6 separate regions of the Mus musculus genome follow, and regions 2, 3, 4, 5 and 6 are each linked to region 1. A link is a contact called in public HiChIP or PLAC-seq and promoter capture Hi-C data. All regions are on one chromosome and are shown on one strand. Each heading gives the region's core, a stretch centred on a gene start, on an enhancer-like site or on the middle of the called end of the contact. The rest is flanking DNA. Distances are from core to core; before and after follow the strand shown. Region 1 holds the start of Slc48a1 (solute carrier family 48 (heme transporter), member 1). Region 2 holds the start of Arf3 (ADP-ribosylation factor 3). Region 3 holds the start of Adcy6 (adenylate cyclase 6). Region 4 holds the start of Amigo2 (adhesion molecule with Ig like domain 2). Region 5 holds the start of Cacnb3 (calcium channel, voltage-dependent, beta 3 subunit). Region 6 has its middle 9.4 kb from the start of Gm33205.

Evidence for each region. Promoter capture Hi-C pulls out the DNA fragments that hold promoters and counts their contacts. HiChIP or PLAC-seq counts read pairs in DNA pulled down with a chosen protein or histone mark.
Region 2: a contact with region 1 is called in a promoter capture Hi-C map of pre-B cells, with 2.1 times the contacts expected there. The contact joins the promoter of Arf3 here to the promoter of Slc48a1 in region 1.
Region 3: a contact with region 1 is called in a promoter capture Hi-C map of the 3T3-L1 cell line, with 6 times the contacts expected there. The contact joins the promoter of Adcy6 here to the promoter of Slc48a1 in region 1. A contact is called at or near these places in 2 of 39 promoter capture datasets (the 3T3-L1 cell line and pre-B cells) and 1 of 115 datasets of contacts at active chromatin or transcription factors (pancreatic cancer cells).
Region 4: a promoter capture Hi-C map of stem cell-derived epiblast-like cells shows a contact between it and region 1, with 4 times the contacts expected there. The contact joins the promoter of Amigo2 here to the promoter of Slc48a1 in region 1. A contact is called at or near these places in 15 of 39 promoter capture datasets (the 3T3-L1 cell line, the C10 cell line, HPC-7-derived erythroid cells and 7 more), 2 of 15 datasets of contacts at CTCF or cohesin (the NIH/3T3 cell line and large pre-B cells), 9 of 484 Hi-C or Micro-C datasets (B cells, the C2C12 cell line, CD4 T cells and 4 more), 9 of 115 datasets of contacts at active chromatin or transcription factors (T-cell acute lymphoblastic leukemia, embryonic stem cells, large pre-B cells and 2 more) and 3 of 9 other capture datasets (adipose tissue, embryonic stem cells and liver).
Region 5: a contact with region 1 is called in a FOXA1 HiChIP or PLAC-seq map of pancreatic cancer cells. The contact joins the promoter of Cacnb3 here to the promoter of Slc48a1 in region 1. A contact is called at or near these places in 1 of 484 Hi-C or Micro-C datasets (embryonic stem cells) and 2 of 115 datasets of contacts at active chromatin or transcription factors (embryonic stem cells and pancreatic cancer cells).
Region 6: a contact with region 1 is called in a promoter capture Hi-C map of hematopoietic stem and progenitor cells, with 4 times the contacts expected there. The contact joins the enhancer-like site here to the promoter of Slc48a1 in region 1. A contact is called at or near these places in 6 of 39 promoter capture datasets (the 3T3-L1 cell line, cranial neural crest, frontonasal cranial neural crest and 3 more), 1 of 484 Hi-C or Micro-C datasets (embryonic fibroblasts), 3 of 115 datasets of contacts at active chromatin or transcription factors (T-cell acute lymphoblastic leukemia, large pre-B cells and memory CD8 T cells) and 1 of 9 other capture datasets (embryonic stem cells).

The regions. Positions count from the first base shown.
Region 1 is chr15:97,783,030-97,785,729 of GRCm38.p6, forward strand. It overlaps Slc48a1 (solute carrier family 48 (heme transporter), member 1), which reads left to right and starts at 1,336. Exons shown (of 3, transcript NM_026353.4): 1 at 1,336-1,587. The coding sequence starts at 1,452.
Region 2 is chr15:98,761,844-98,764,659 of GRCm38.p6, forward strand. It overlaps Arf3 (ADP-ribosylation factor 3), which reads right to left and starts at 1,275. Exons shown (of 5, transcript NM_007478.3): 1 at 1,137-1,275. It overlaps LOC115488470, which reads right to left and starts at 203. Exons shown (of 1, transcript XM_030248862.1): 1 at 1-203. The coding sequence starts at 69.
Region 3 is chr15:98,603,254-98,606,089 of GRCm38.p6, forward strand. It overlaps Adcy6 (adenylate cyclase 6), which reads right to left and starts at 1,479. Exons shown (of 21, transcript NM_001368413.1): 1 at 621-1,479. The coding sequence starts at 1,478.
Region 4 is chr15:97,246,012-97,248,862 of GRCm38.p6, forward strand. It overlaps Amigo2 (adhesion molecule with Ig like domain 2), which reads right to left and starts at 1,276. Exons shown (of 2, transcript NM_001164602.1): 1 at 962-1,276; 2 at 1-586. The coding sequence starts at 528. It overlaps Pced1b (PC-esterase domain containing 1B), which reads left to right and starts at 1,096. Exons shown (of 6, transcript NM_172293.4): 1 at 1,096-1,153.
Region 5 is chr15:98,633,405-98,636,104 of GRCm38.p6, forward strand. It overlaps Cacnb3 (calcium channel, voltage-dependent, beta 3 subunit), which reads left to right and starts at 1,363. Exons shown (of 13, transcript NM_007581.3): 1 at 1,363-1,809. The coding sequence starts at 1,765.
Region 6 is chr15:97,211,851-97,214,550 of GRCm38.p6, forward strand. No RefSeq gene overlaps it. Among named protein-coding and RNA genes, the nearest start is that of Gm33205, 9.4 kb to the left of the region's middle. Within about 2 kb of position 1,446, at least 50 of the 459 cell types and tissues checked have an H3K27ac peak or open chromatin away from gene starts, as enhancers often do. A contact at or near this core is called in hematopoietic stem and progenitor cells, where this site is marked.

The DNA.
Region 1 (2,700 bases), core at 86-2,585:
GCGGGCCTGGAAATGCGTCTTTATCAGAGTCAGCTACAATTTCCGAGACAGGGTTTCTCTGTGTAGCCCTGGCTGTCCTGGAACTCGCTCTGTAGGCCAAGCTGGCCTCGAACTCAGAAATCCGCCCTTCTCTGCCTCCCAAATGCGGGGATTAAAGGCATTTGGCACCACTGCCTGGCCAACGATCACTTTTTAATTTAATAAACTAAAATGGTGGCAAACGTGTGGAGCAATCTTGTGCTGTGTGTATAACTTTTGGGAAGGAAACCCACTGCTTCGAAATATGGATAGAAAGATTTTTTTCCCCTTATTTTGGTCTTTTGAGACCGGGATTCTCTGTGTAGCCCTGGCTGACCCCTGTAGACCAGGCTAGGCTCCAACTCACCAAGATCCACCTGCTTCTGCCTAGTGAGTGCTGGGATTAATGGTGAGCACCACCACCACCTGGCTGGTAAAAAGAATGAATATGTTAATTGTTGTTATATTATTTTAGATTTTTTTTCAAGTTTTATTTTACTTATTTAATTTCGGGCAAGTTGGGGAATCAAACTAGCTCCCCAGATCTGTTTTCTTGCCTCGGCCACTTCCCAATTGCCAGGATTCCACGTGTGGGCCATCATGTGCAGTTTTATGGGTTTTCCTTGTTTGTTTTGGTTTGTGACTTTTGTGACTGGGTCTAGCTTCCCTCGAACTCAAAGAAATCTGCTTCCCTCTGCCTCCACCTCTACCAGTGTAAAGGCATGCACCACCACAGCTGGCTAGTTTCTATAGCCTTAACTTGTCCTTTTAATGAGTTTGAACTTCCCATTCAAAATTTAATCCCAGAACTCAGGAGGTAGAGGCAGAAGGGTCTCTATGAGTTCCAAGCCAACCTGGCCTACATAGGGAATTCCAAGACCGACAAGACTACGTGGAGACACCACGTCTCAAAAAAAAATTCAAAAGTATTTTAAAAATTAAAAAGTGCTCATTGGGGCTGGAGAGGTGGCTCAGCGGATAAGAGCACTGACTGCTCTTCCAAAGGTCCTGAGTTCAAACCCAGCAATCACATGGTGGCTCACAACCATCTGTAACGGGATCGGATGCCCTCTTCTGGTGTGTGTCTGAAGACAGCTACAGTGTGCTCACATATACAAAATATTTTTAAATGATCATTGTAGCCGGCTCCGGTAAAGACGGTATTTCTAGGCCAGCCAAGGCTAGATAGGTGGCGTTCTGGGGATGAGGCCAGGACCCTGCCCTTCCACCAGGGGTCGCCGGCCTTTGCCAAGCGGCGGTGTCGGGAGCGGCCTCCGGCCGGGGAGGGCGCTGTGCCGTTGGCACCGGGGGCGGGCTGGGGGCGGAGCGCCGGGCGGCAGCGGCTCTGGCTCGGGCTCGGGCTGGGGCTGGGGCTTGGGCTCCAGCTCGGGCCCTGCACCTGTGACTCGGCGGCGTTGCTCCTCCGCTGCCCCATGGCCCCGTCCCGGCTGCAGCTCGGCCTCCGCGCCGCCTACTCCGGCTTCAGCTCGGTAGCCGGCTTCTCCATCTTCTTCGTCTGGACGGTGGTCTACCGACAACCGGGGACTGCGGCGATGGGGGGTCTCGCAGGTATCCCCGGGGGACGCGGGGTGATCGGGGCGGGCTGCGCGCGGCGGCTGCGGTGGCGCTGCCCGGGGGTGGGAGCGTTGTTTACTCCAGAGAGACTGGAGACAGCGCAGGCCCGGGTTCCTGGGCAGTGCCCGGGCCTCTGGGACCTGGCGCCTTATGAACGTGGCGGGACCTAGGGTGCCCACAGCCCGCCCCTGTGGTTCGCACAGCTCTGCGGCTCCAGGGCTGTTGCGTCCCCCGCACCCTGTGAATCTACCCTCCACCCCGTGTCCACTAGAGCGTCCTCTGCGCGCCCATCTCCTGGCCACCCTCGCTCCCTCAACACGCACACTGTGCGGGATTACCGCATCTCTTATAATAAGTGGGGTTCGTGGGGAAACCCATCAGCCAGCCCCCTTCCAGCCCCAGAGGCCCTCTGCCGAGACCAGGACTGTACTGTGGACCCGGTGTCACTGGACATTCCCTTTACACCTGTGTCCATCTGCTCTGGTCGGAACCAGTGGGAATCTGCTAATCCCTGAGGGACGAGGAGGTGGCGAAGGCCCAGCCGTGCTCTCTAATGTGTAATTTTGGGTCACGCCGTTTAGCCTCTCTTGTGTGAAGGCCAAATATATTATTTACACGTATTATCATCATTTAATATTTTTTTGCTGGGCTAAACAAATCTACTCTCCTTATGTCATCTAATCCTAATAGTAGTCCTCTGAAGTAACATTATTTGTGCCCATTTTACAGTTAGAAAAAAATCAATCGAGGCTTACGGTAAATAAATAATGTGTCCAGGGTTTCAACAGCCACACGATGTGCCCCCAAGATGGCTCAGCCTTAGCCTGGCCGACCCGATTTCCATCCCTAGAACTCAGAAGGATTCAGGTTGGCATGCTAAAGGCATTAAAAGCCCTATGGAGGAAACTAACCCAACAGTACGACAGCCACATGAAGTAATATGTATGGCGAAAGTATGTGTAAGGAAAACGTTTTAAGATACAACATTTATTCCATGGCTAAAATCCTTGGCCAAAGATCTAAAAATGGAGTAACTCGAAAGAATTAATTTATGCTGGGCAGCAGTGGTGCATGCCTTTAATCCCAGCACTCGGGAGGCAGAGGCAG
Region 2 (2,816 bases), core at 25-2,524, 980 kb after region 1:
TTCTATCCTGTTGCAATGACTCAAGCAATCAGACTCCTGCAGCAGATCTCCTCCCAATAAAACTTTCATGCCATGGACCCAAGGGTGACCCAATGCAACAGTGGCAGAGACGGGTTTTACATTACCCGTCTCCCTAATGACCTCACTATTTTCTTCTTAGTCCTGACCACATACATAACCCTCCACTACATTCTTCCTGGCCCAGAGACCCTCTCCCCCCCCCCCAAAAAAAAAAACAAGTCTCTCCAAAGAGTTACGACTTAACTAAAGGACCCTGAGGTTTTAACAGGGAACTTCACCTCCCCACCTCCCCCTCCTTCCTTCAAAAAGGACTGGCATGCTAAGCAAAGGCTTCATTTTCTGTTCCGGGAATCCTGGTACTTCCTAGAGAAAGAAAGCGGATTGGAAGACACAAACTCAGGGCCAGTGACAAGCTGCTCCCTCCTTCGGTGACACCGCCCCCGCTCCGCCTGGGGGAGGAAGGCCCCACCTCTCTCCTCCGAGCTAGCTCAGGTCCCCCTCCCCCGTCTCCAGCCTCCTCTCCACCCTCTCCCCACCTGCTGCCCTCTTCCCAACACCCCAGAGCAGAGCGCCACCTCCGTGAGGACCGTGCGCAGCCAGCCGAGCCCCACCAGTAGGCCCTGATACTAAGCCCCGGCCCCCCACGCCTCGCGCTGGGTGAGGGAGGAGAATAACCACGGCACGGCACGGCTTTTCTTTGGTTCCCCCACAGCTCGGGCGGGGGAGGGAGAGAGAAAAGGCAGCGTTCCTCGCAGCCCTTTAAACCCAAGGAAAAGAGAGCCAAACAGCCACACCGCCCCCGCGTCCCCCTCCCACAGGTCAGCCTGCCTCCCCCTCGTCCCCAACCCTCCCAAGCTCACCTCTGCAGCCCAGGTCGCACCCTCGGGGGAGGCGGAGGACAAATCCGTGTGCGCCCCCCGCCCCCACCCCAGCTCGGCGTCCTTCGGCTGCGGGGACAGGAGTGGGGCTGGGGTCCCCAAGCTCAGCGAGGATCACCCCCCACACCAGCACCTCGCCCAGACGGTGCGAGCCGGACCGCGGCCGGGGGCCTCGGGCTCCCACCCGGACCCAGCCTCTTCCCTGCCCGGACCCGCCTTCCCTCCCCAGCTCCGAACCTGTTCCTGCTCCCTGCGCCGCGGCTGCCACCGCCGCCTCCGCCCCCGCAGGTTCCGCCCGGCTCTCCGGCCGCTGCCTCCCGCTCCGCAAGCCGACCCGACCGCGGTGAAGATGGTCCGCTGGCCCGCTCCCCGGCTCCCTCCTGCCCGCCCTCCACCTAGCACCGGAAGCCGCGACGGCGACAGGAGCTGTGCGGCGAACACCCACCCCCAGCCCGGGCTACTTCCCACCTCCACGATCGCGCGAGAAGTGCGCGGTAGCGAGCGGCAGTTCTCGCGAGACCCATCACCATGGCAGCGGCTGCAGCAAAAGCAGCCGGTGCTGAAGCTGAGCCTAGGCGGGGGCCTGTGTGGGGGCTGGAGGATCGGAAGGCACGGCGTGTAGAGGGGGCTGTGGGCACTGAGGTGAGGCTCCCGAGCAGAGCGAGCTCCGGGACCTTGCCACATCCTGGCTGCGCTGGCCACAGGGCTCGGACCAGGGAGTCTCCGGGGTTTCTTAAGCAGAGCCCATGTGGAGCATGGAGGATGAAAACGGTTGCTGTATCCTGCTCTAGTCCAGTCTTATTCCAAATAAACAGCGCATCACTCGCACCCCACCTGCTAATCCGCTCTGCTCCCTAGTTCCTAAGGATGCTTTCTCTGAGATCCTTTCCCATAAAGGAAGAGGAGAAAGAACGATGCATTCCAGATACTAGAGGAAACATCTGGATGGGGTCGTCTAGGAGGTTGAGGCTGAAAGGCAGAGGGCAGAAACTCAGAGGCGGCTCTCATGAAGTCTCTCTAGATGAGTCTGGATTTTAGTATCCCCAGGAAAGCGCACCCAGGACCCCGCCTTCCTTCCCTGACACTCATCTTTTGACATGATGGAGACACTGCCTGAGACTCTAGCCACAAGCTATGTTAGAATCTGAGCTAGAAGGGTCCTCGCCAGAAACGGGTGCTCTTACCCACTGAGCCATCTCACCAGCCCCCACTGCGTTCTTTAAATGCATCAAGTATAAGAGCTTGGTGCAGCGTTATAACTCTTCTCTCCCTCCAAAACATAGGCTGGGAACAGAATCTATCTCTTGTCACATCTGTCTCTGGTTTATACCTTTATACCAGTTTGTCTTCTCTTGTTTACCTCAAAAATTACAGGACTGGCTGGGGGCGGTGGTGGCACAAGCTTTTAATCCCAGCACTGGAGACTAGGGTGCAGAGGCAGGTGGATGTCTGTGAGTTAAAGGTCAGTCTGATTTACAGAGCAGGCTCCAGAACAGCCAGAGATGGTTAACGAAGAGATGGACAGCAAGGAACTTGCTTATAACGAAGAGAATTATATTTGTCCCCACTCAGGACTCAATGCTGTTGAGAGCCTTTGTTAAGCTCTGGTTTTTGCTCGTTTTTCCCTCCATTTATTAACTCTGTGTGTGTGTGCTTGTATGAGAGATTGCGGGTGCACTTGTGCTCTAGCAAGATGTGGAGGTTAGAGAGGACACCTTTTGGGAGTCGCTGTTCTTGACTTTTTTCCCTCGTTGGGCCAGGATCTCTGGTTTCTGCTGCTGCAGTGCACACTCTAGGCTAGCTCTGTGTGATTCTCCTGGCATCATCCCCCATCTTACTTTAGGAATGCTTTCATTACACCACAGGCATTCAGCTTTAAAATATATATATTTGTTATTGTTGTGTTTGAGACAGGGG
Region 3 (2,836 bases), core at 229-2,728, 820 kb after region 1:
CTTCTCCCCCAGAAGAGCAGTTCACCCCAAACCCCCACTTCTCAGGCAACCAAGAAGAGAACCTAGGGCCTAGCTAGCACAGAAGGGTCTGTCCCTTTAAGAGGTCTGACAGTGCCCTGCGGGGACTCTGCTCCACAACAAACTAGCTATAAAGTTACTGTTAAAAAGGTATGTACTGTTCCAAGCAGGGAAGGGCATGAAGCCCAAGTACCCAGCTCCTCACCCCAGGAGCCCCAAGCAACTTTCTCTTTGTTTTTGAGGCCATGGTGGGCTACAGGCCACAGCTTCTGGCAAGGAGCAGAAAGGCCTTGCTTATGGAAGCTTTGCAAAACTACCTACAGCTGCTTCTTCGTAGGAGTAACAACAGGGCTTGAGTCTCAGAGGTTACCAAGAGGTCAGGGAGACCTGCACATGGCATGTCTACTGACCTAAGCCAAAGAGCTGAAGACTGGCCTGTGGTGACACACTACAGACCTGTTCCTCGTCAATGCTCACTGATACAAGTCCCAAGCAGAGGCTAGCCCGTGAAGCTTGGCCTGATCGATCTAGACATGGCTATATCGATACTGTGTCCCTCCATCAGCAAGTTCTCTTTCCCACCCTCACTCTGTCACACCTACCTGCTTCCAAAGGAAGGGGTCGCTGCTGTTGAGCTGCCAGGCCAAAATCAAATGCAGAGTAGAGAGGCCCAGGCCGCTGAGTACTGCGGCTCGCATGCGAATGGGAAGAAGAGTGTAGGTGATGTAGACGAAGAACACGGGGCACCAAAGGCCCGCCGAGGGGCTGTGTGGATTGGCTGCCAGGGCACCCCCGACTTGCACGGCTGCTAGGATGCCCAGGACCACATAGCTCACCACCCACATGGAGTCCTGGCGGAAGCTGTGTCGGTTACACACCACCATGAGTACCACAAAAAGGACAGAGGCACAGGTCAGCAGGGCCACGTAAGCAGGCTGAGGCTGGGCAGGCGCAGCGTGGAAAGTCAACAGTACAGCCATGAGCAGCACCAGCACCGCCATGAGCAGCGTGAGGCTGCTCTGGTTCATCTGGAAGAAGTACCGCTGGTACAGCCGCTCCAGCTTGGCAGAGCGGAACTGCTTAGACTGGAACACCTGCACAAGCCGGTGCCAGCAGGACGGACCGCTCCGAGGCGATGTATCCGGTGCCACTTCAGCTGTGCCCATCGGTGTGGTCACCTCAGTGTCGTCAAACCCCAAGGCCACTGACCGCAGCCCCAGCTCCACACCCCTGCCCGGGCCCGCCCTCCTGATGAAGGCTTCATCCTGCCAGGGGCACCGAGTGTGAGCTGCAGGAGTGGGGCTGGGTGGCTCCGCATTCTTGAGGCAGCTCATGTAGCGAGGTGCGCAGAAGCCACTGGCTCGATTCGCGTGGCGTGGGCGCTTCTGCCCATTGCGTTCCCCCCAAGCTGTTTTCCGTTCATCCACTTTGGGAACCAGGAGGCCACTAAACCATGACATGCTGCTGGGAGGAGAGACAGGGAATGGTATTAATACCACTGCGTGGCCACAGCCACCATAGTAGCCTGTGACCTGAGCGCTTCCTACAACTCTGGTCTTCATTCCCACCATCTTCCCCCCCTTCTCCCTCTTGCTCCAGCCCTGCTTGCTTGCTTCTCGTTGTGGATGGTTGTGAGCCACCATGTGGTTGCTGGGACTTGAACCCATGACCTCCGGAAGAGCAGTCAGTGCTCTTAACTGAGGAGCCATCTCACCAGTTCCCATTCCCACCGTCTTGATAAAACTGCCCCAGGAGAGGCAGCTGCACCCCCACTCAAAGGTAAGGAACACAGACACATGGAAAAGACCCAGCAACCATATAAGTAAAGGATCTGAGAGCTAAGTTTTTAAGAGCACTCCCCATACTTCTGAAGGACTCTGGTTCAATTCCTAGCACCCACAAAGCAGATCTTACAACTGTTTATGGCTCCAGCTCCAGGGGCTTTGACTTTCTCATGCAAACATGCATGAAAGCAAAACACCAATGCACATAAAAGCATATTTTAAAAAATTGAGCTGGGTGTGGTGGCACACGCCTTTAATCCCAGCACTCGGGAGGCAGAGGCAGGCAGATTTCTGAGTTCGAGGCCAGCCTGGTCTACAAAGTGAGTTGCAGGGCAGCCAGGGCTACACAGAGAAACCCTGTCTCAGAAAAGAAAACAAAACAAAAACAAACTACACACAAGCCTAATACATCTTGTCAACAGAATATGTTCTGCTGTGAACTGTTGATCGTTGACCTCTACACAAAAGGGATTCTTTCCATATCCTTCCTTCCTTCCTTCCCTCCTTCCCCCCTCTCTCTCTCTCTCTCTCTCTCTCACACACACACACACACACACACACACACTCTTCAGCAAACTAAATTCAATTTCTCCCACAGGTCACAGTTTAAACGTTACTTCCTCACGGAAAATTTCCCAGCCCCACCCCTAAGACTACGTTTGGTCCAGTTTAACCTCTGTTCATCTCCTCCACAGTACTTATTGCCATTATAATTAAATCATTTCTCGTTTAACGTACGCCTCCGTCCCGGGGACTACAAGCTTTGTGCATGTAGAAACTATACCTATTTTTGTCAGCACTTCATCTCCAGAGCTATTGGGGCTAACAGTAGGTGCTCAATAAACGTAGGAGCAAACAATAAGGAGGAAAGGAGGGAGGGGAGTGCGGCTCAGTGGTAGAATGCCTGTTTAGAACACACAAGGCGTTGGGTTCCACACTTAGTATCACAAAGAGCTGGGTGGAGAGCCGACAAGGAGAAAGAACATGAATGCTTTAGAGCAGTCCACATGGAATAACTAATAACCCAGCTAATT
Region 4 (2,851 bases), core at 26-2,525, 540 kb before region 1:
GAGAAAGTTCCCACTCAGATAGAGTTTCTGCAAGTGGGAAAGCCCCCCGAACGCTGCGGGGTCCAGATAGGAAATGTGGTTGTTGTACAGCAGCAGTACTTCCAGAGCCTTCAGCTCTTGGAATGTGGCACTCTTTACCGACTTCAGCCTATTGGATGATAAGTCCAGACACTTTAAATTTGGGGTTGTGGAGAAACTGCCCGTGGAGATGCTGGTGATGTTGTTGTGGCGAAGAATTAAGGTGCTCAGCTTGACAAACGACACCGGGATCCAGTCGGCATCCAACAGTCCGATTCTGTTATAGCTCAGATCCAGTCTTTTAATCAGTCTGAAAAGGTTCCCGGGCACCTTAGATAGGTTTTTGTTGGTGCAGCTGACAATGTCGGTGGCACAGATGCAAGCAGTGGGGCACATTCCTGAGGCGCTGGGGCTCACCATCACTGCGATCACCAACAGACACAGCAGCTCTCTGCAACCCGGTTTGACAGCTCTAGGCAGGGTGGGCAGTGTGTGGAACCTTAACGACATTATGGTCGCCTCTGAGTCTCTTGCCAGTCGCTTCTCATCAGCTCAGTCTCCCACCAATCTGGTAACAACATTTAAAACGGGAGAAAAGTACAAGTTAACTGCCACTAGTTAACCCGTTAGAGTTATTCCGTAATTGCTTTCATTCCAATTAACTTTTGAAATGGGTTCCATCTCCAACAGGGGTGGCTTTTTAATAAAGAACCTGTTATATGCATTTTTCCTAGATTACTCCAACTCAGTGAGATTTCCAGGTACCTTCTCTCAATGCGACAGTCTCAGCATGAGAAACTCAGGCTTTTTTGTGTGTTTTTGTTTCTAAAGGATGCATTCTGCCTTAACTCCCTCCACCGACACACACAAAAACACACAATCGCATCCCATAAACAATTGAACGGAAATACTTAGCCAGCCGTCGGTCTAGCCGACCACTCACAGCGCTGGGAAGCCGCAGCGGCTCGGAGAGGCCGCCGACGGCGGTGCGCTCGGAAGGTCCGCGCGTCCGCCTGCCGGTTTGCGCCCCGCGCGCTCGCACCTTCCCTCCAGCTCCCGGTGGGCGGCAGCCTCTCAACTTTGGCGAGTTTCGAGGCAGCGGCGCGGGCTCCCCGGCTCTCTCGCTCGGCTGCAGGTACCGCCGGAGCTCGGCCGCGCCGGGAGCGGGGTGGGCGGCGGGGGAAGCCGGCCCGCCGGTGGCGCTCGCAGGCTGCAGGGCCCGGGCTCCCGCGCCCGCCGCCCGCCTTTTATCCCGTGCGCCCGGGGTCGGGAGCGGGCGGGAGGCGGGTCCCCGCGTCCTCGCTCCTCGGGCGCCGCGGCGGGCGGAGCAGGGGAGGGGGGGCGCAGCCAATCGCAGAGGCGGCCCCGTGCGGGCTCCGCGCCGCCTCTCGGCCGGGTGGGACCGCAGCGAGGCCTGCGACTCTGCACCCCCAGGCCCCGCGCCCCTCGCCCCGCGCCCGCGGGGGAGCCGCCCAGCCCGGTAGGGAGCCGCCCAGGGTGCCGGGGTGCCGCGCGCCGGAGCCCGCGGGCGGTGGCCCGCAGGTGGCACCCCACCCCGATCTCGGAGCCTGGCTTTAGGGGCTGGGGCGAGGGGCCTGGCGGGCGCTGTGCACCGGGTGCTTGCTGGGGTCCCCGCCCGGGTTTGGAGGAGGAGGAGGAGGACAGGAGCGAGGGCCGCGGCGCGTTCCCTCGGGCACCACCGGGGCTTTGCGGGGGGAGGGGGTGCGGAGGCGCCGCGGGGACGCCCCCCGGTTCCCTGGGAAAGTTCGAGCCCTTTTCCTAACTCGGAGACGGCGGCCCGAGGCACCGGGCCCAGCTCTAGAAGCAAAGGGGCAGGAAAGAAGGCTTCCGGTTGGAATGCACAGATAAGGGCATTAGCCTTTAAAAAAAATAAACAAAAAAAACAAAAACAAAAAAAATCCAGAGTCGCGCTGGCGGCTTCAGGACTAGGATTAATTCGGTAGGGGTGGCTACGCAGAAGGACTTGTCCCCTAGAGGCCCTACAGCCACCAGGGCTCCAGTAGACTGAGCTAGCATTCTCGGAAGGCACAAGCTGAACAAGGCCATGTGAAAATGAGGGAGAGAGCTTGAAGCTGGTGGGCTTTTCGATTACAAATCCATTCTTGTTTAAAGGCTTAAACGATGGGATTTGACTGAGCCAAGTGATCCATTTGGCCGTTGTGTACGGATTAAAAGAAATAAATTACTGTCCCTAAAAAACCATGCTAGCCACAGTAGAAGGGCTTAGGGAGCCAATGAAAGGTAGACAAAATTGGGGAGACAGTGAGGGCAGAGCACATGAATACAACTTTAAAAACCAAAATGATCCCCCCCCCCCCCCACGGCATCCTTAAATTTATCGGAAAACTTCCTGAGTGAGTTTTTGGCATGGATCTGATGGACCTGTGTGTTGCGTTAATGTGGACTGGTTCCGGGAGAGCTCAGCGATTCAGGGTTTTCAAGGGAGGGCAACTTGGTTCCTGTTAGTTTCACTTTCACTAAAGATTGACTTTTAAAACCACAAGCATCCAGCCTAGTGTGCTCCAGGGGTGCATTCTTCATTTCCCCAGAGAAATAGGTTTAAGATTCCTATCAGACCACACGCACACCCCCAACCCCCGGGCTTCCCCCAAGAAAACCTCGGGTTTAAGGCTCAAAGTCACAAAGCTGAGCGGTCACCTGGAAATGGAGTCAGGTAATCAAAGGAATGTTATTTAAATGACCAGTAAGTGACTGGGTTTTGCAGTCCTAAATGGAAGGAAATTGGGAAGCTGGTTAACCCGTGCTTATCACAAAATGATCTAAAATGGGTGGTTTTTTTTTTTTTTAAGAA
Region 5 (2,700 bases), core at 113-2,612, 850 kb after region 1:
GAAGATATCGAACTAACCCTCAAACACACTGGGTTGGAGCAGTGGAAGCTGCCTCCCCCAGTTGCAGCTGGTGCCCTCAGACACAAGGGCTCCAATAAAGTTGCCTGCCGGTCCTTCAGTCAGGAGACAGACTAGGGTGTCATTAGATGAGCCCCCCCCCCCATCTTTTTCTTACCGAGGGAACAGGAAGATAAGATATAGGTGGGAAGCCAGTTGGCTTGGGTGGGTGGTCTTCCTCTCCTTTCTACCGCACAGAACCTTCTATAGATCTCTTGAACCCTTCCCAATTGTAACCGGAAGGGTGGGCAAGTGTCCTGAACTTACACCCTCCGGGGTTTCAGGAGCTAGAAGTGGCAAAGGGCTGAGTTGAGAAAGCGAGACACCAAGCACGGCTGGTGTCTGCCTCACATCCTCTTGGGATGCCCAAGCAGGAGGTTAAAATGCAAAAGGAAAATTTTGGTCGGGGGGGGGGGGGGAGGGATGTAAAAAGGGAGCGAGCTCAAATGATGACAGCTTTTAGAAGATCTCTTCAGAGATTGCGACTCTTTCCTCGAATGGCGGGGTGGGGGTGGAGGGCGCTGACTGGTGCTGGATGATTAGAACCAGCATCCTGCACACCGTACGTAATTCTGGTCTTTTGCAAAGCGGTAGGCTTTACCCTTCTTCCTTCCCAACCTCAGCGTCAGGATCGCACCTTTGCTCCACCCTTTAAGCTCACCTAAAACAGCCCCTTTCTGCCCCAGTTCCCGCGGATGCTTTGGCAATGTCTGGCACAATCCTTGGCAGGGAAGTGAAGAAGAGAATCTCCATCCCGGCTTAACTTGGATAAAATCTGCCCGTGCAACAGGTGTGGGGAGGCCTAGCCACCGTCCCCGAACTTCCCCCTTCTTAAGGGTCGGCCCTTTACCGCAGCCCGGAACGGAGAGGGCCGGGCACCTGTTGGGGCAGGAGCTGCTTTCATGGCACGGGTCTGGGAGCTCAAAACCATTTCTCCCTAGTACCACTGCGGGGTTTGCTTTGGGTGTCTCCAGGACTTGCAGAGAGCTGACATTGCCGGATCACCTGAGACCTCTTCCCCATCTGCTGTCCGTCCTCCTTTAGATCTCCATTTTCCTGTCTCCGCGTTCTCCCTGCCTCCAGTCCTCCTCTCTCTCCAGCCATCCTCCCCGCCGCCCGCACCCTCTCGATTCTCCACCGGGCTCGCGTCTGGTTGCGGCGTCTCTCCCCTTCCCCTCCCCCGCGCCAGCCCTTTGTTTCCCGGCGGAGCAGTTCCTGGGTTGCGAGAGTCCCTGTCTCTGCATCTCTCCTCGCCCCGCCTCCTCCCCGCCGGGATCCGCCCCGCCTGCAGCCTCTCCGCCCTTCTTCCCCGCCGCCCCGGCCCCGGAGGTGCCGGGGACCCACCTTCCCGACTCGCGTGCGCCCGGTTCCGCGGCCCCGGCGGGTCCCCCCTGGCTGCCGCGCCCCCGCCGCCCGCGTCTTCCCGGGAGGGGGTCAGGTGGGCGGGCACTATTGTTGTGGGAGCCGGCGGCAGATTCCTCAGCCGCGCTGGCGCGCTCGGGGTGGGACCGGCTGGGCTGGGGGGTGGGGAGGGGAGCGGTGATCTGAGCTGCGAGCAGCTGGTCTTCGCGGCTCGCTCCTTCCTTCGCGCTCGCGCTCTCCGCCGCCGCCGCCCGCAGGGCTGCGCGGCTCGGTGGCATCTCGGGCGCGGCCCGCCGTCCTCGCCCCCGGCGCCGCTCGCTCCCCCCACCCACCCCGGACTCCCCCATGTATGACGACTCCTACGTGCCCGGGTTTGAGGACTCGGAGGCGGTGAGTGCCCGCGGGGGAGGGTGGGGGGTGGGGGTGGGGGAGTTGGGATGACACCTCTCTCTCTTCAACCCTTCCCCCAGTTCTGCACTTTGAAAAACGCCTTGGCAGCGAGCGGGGCAGCGCGCGTAAGCCGGCGGGGGGCTCTCTAGGAAAGTGGGAAGATGGTCTCTCATAGCCAGGTATCCCAGGTACTCCGGTGTGTGCACAGGGACGCTGTAGGGGGAAGGCTCGAGCAGGTGGCCCCAAAGCTCAGGACATAGGAGGCTGAGGAGGGGAGGACAGAAGGCCCCGACACCGAGGTTTTTAGAGCGAACATGGAACATTTGGAGTTCCGTATCCTGGGTTCATGGGGTCTGAACACAACAGGGAAAGCTGAGCTCCGGGGGAGACACTCCGGACTTGTGCCTCAAGTAAATGACAAATTAGGGAGCTGGAAGAACATTAGCGACTCGCGTACCAGCCTCTGCAGACAGGAATTCTAGAACTTGGTCTCTTTTTCCTCTCTGCCCACCCCCCCTGCGCATGGCCTTGACTGCTCTCACTCACCACTGCCTCTAGCTCAGCTTCTTGGAAAGGCCACCAACCACAGGGGTGGGCCATCAGACTGTGTTCAGTCTAGCCCCCTGCAGAGGAGGGCCTGGAGGTGAGGCCAGGGGAGCTCAGGGGCATGGGGATGGGAAGGAAGCTCTTTGCTCCGAGAACCAGGCAACCAATAAATATTTAATTCTTCTCTTTGCTTTTATCTCCTGACCCACTGAGACAAATCAGCTCATTAGACAGTGATTCCCGGAGCTCAGAGAGCAGAAAGACTGCCTGGAAAGATGGGACAAGAGTTGGGGGGGGGGGTCAGTGTCAGAGCCTCATGGAGTCACCAGTCTCCCCTTAGACATC
Region 6 (2,700 bases), core at 196-2,695, 570 kb before region 1:
TACATTAAATAAATAAATAAGTCTGAAAAGAAATAAGTAAATCTTTTAAAAAAGAAAACTAGAAGAAATCATCAATTTGTATAATCATTTCTACAGGTTATAAAGTTCATTAACCCAAAATATATCATTATTTCCTTTGTTACTGTTTTTAGTATGACCCTGTTTTTTTGTTTTTTTTTTCTTAAATGGCATCTTTCCACTGCAGAGACTTGCTGACTACACTTTCAACAAAATGGGAAGAACAGAAGAGTTTGAGCAAAGAAAAAAAAAATACAATACAATCTGATGTATGTTAATAGGATGATTCTAGATACAGTAATACATGCATAGATTTTATGGTTAAAAACAGGTAAGCAAGAAAGAGATTGGGTCAAATGATACACCCAGAAGAGTAAGGCAGTCTTTCCCCTCCACACCCCTTAGCATCAGGAGATAAATTCTACCACCACCCCAATGGATGATAAAACATATATAGTAGAATTTTTCTTCAACATATATTTGTAATAAAGCTTAATTTGATAATTAGACATAGTGTAAAGTCACCAACAATGATAAAATAAAAATGATAACGGTATACTGTAATAAAAGCTATGGGAAAGTTCTCTTGAAATGTCTCACAATGCTATATCCTACCTTATCAATGGTCACTTCTGGAATTTTCCACACATATTTTCAGAATGTGACTAACTGCAGTAAACTGAAACCATCACAAAGAAAAATTACCAAGAGGAGGAAATTCTCCTTGGAAACCGAGGTTGGGGTTAATAAGAATGTTATAGAACATTTGTGAAAACACGAGGGTAGACAACTTAGGCTGGGGAGTAAAAGGGTTTTCTGCCCGGTCTAGATAACCACGCTGGCCAGGCAAGGGGAAGGACAGAGCTCTGAGAGAAACAGGATTCTGCAGGCTGGCTGGCTTCAACTTCCGCAGAACCCGAGGAACCCCACCCCCACCCCCACCCCTACCCCCACCCCCACCCCCACCCCGAATGGCACTGCTGCAGTTCACAGACACTTGCTTCTAAAGCAACAGACTATTGCTGAGCACTGTGGGTAAGGTCGGCTTCTAAATAAAGGTTTCCACCTACTCCAGGAAGAAGACTTCCCCAGACTTCCCTGCAGACCCAAAGCTTAAATACAAAGTAACCAAGGAAAACAGCTATTTCTTAGTAGCTGTGATAGCTCCCACCATGGCGAAACCTCAAACTGACTCGTGAAGAAAGAGTACAGAGTAAGTAATGGTTAAGAAGACTCTACCAGGGTCCAAGACCAGCAACAGCTACAAGGTCCACAGTAGCAACCGCAGCCATGGCTAACTGCCCACAGACAGTCAACAAGCAAACTGAAGATAAAAATCGGGCTTTAAGCATAACCCTGACCCTAGCTGAATGAGCATCAGTGAACAGCCCGCAACCGTCCCCCGGCTTGGGTGGAGAAAGACTCACTGAGTGTGGGACTTCCCCATGGGCTTGGCTTGCGATGTGCTCAGAGAATTAGCCAATCTCAGTAGGAACAGCCTCAGTCTTGGTCCAGTTTCTGCCATAGGTCCTGAAGAAAGCCCTAGTTAGATAGTTTCCTTCCTTTGGGCCCGTTCTGGAGCTTAGCTTTCTTTCAGGAATATTTAAGTCCTTCTCCATGTTTTCTCTCTGTAACAAAACTCTTTCCAGCTGACCTTTCTTGTTGTCTTTGAATTCCATTCTTTCATTGTCTCAGTGGAAGTTCTGTGTGACCCTGGTCACATGGCACCCTAAATTCTGAGATGAAAATGTCCCCCTCTCACTTAAAGACTCCCCTTCTCCACAGACCAGTTTAATGTCTTCTTCACACATGTCTGTCAGTGTGATGACAACTCAGTCAATCACGGAGATTCAGACACTTTGAAAATGAAGGCACTATTATTAATTAGGTCAGGAAATCAAGTCAGCCCTATACAAACCTGTGATCTGTCACTCTCTCTGTTATTAACTACTGTGACTGGCCACATGCTAGTCACTGCACTAGACCACAGAGGATTTTTTTAAAGATATATGTTTTATTTATTTTTTTATATGTATGTGTCTTAGCCAGGGTTTCTATTCCTGCACAAAACATCATGACCAAGAAGCAAGTTGGGGAGGAAAGGGTTTATTCAGTTTACACTTTCACATTGCTGTTCATCACCAAAGGAAGCCAGGACTGGAACTCAAGCAGGTCAGGAAGCAGAAGCTGATGCAGAGGCCATGGAGGGATGTTACTTACCGGCTTGCTTCTTTGGGCTTGCTCAGCTTGTTTTCTTATAGAACCCAAGACTACCAGCCCAGAGATGGTACCACCCATAAGAGGCCCTCCCCCCTTGATCACTAATTGAGAAAATGCCTTACAGCTGGATCTCATGGGAGCATTTCCTCAAGGGAGGCTCCTTTCTCTGTGATAACCCCAGCTTGTGTCAAGTTGACACACAAAACCAGTCAGTATCGTATGGGTGTTTTGTCTACATGTATGTACCAAGGGCATGTCTGGTACCCAGCTAAGCCAGATGGAAGAATCAGACATCTAGAAACTGAAATTATAAATAATCGTGAGCCCCCATGTGAGTGCTTGATCAGACCTGGGTTGTCTGGAAGAGCAGCTGGTGTGCTTTCTCCTGAGCCATCTCTCCAGCCCCGTGGAACACAGAGCCTTGACTGGGGATCAGAAGGGTCCGTGATACCCAGTGAGGAT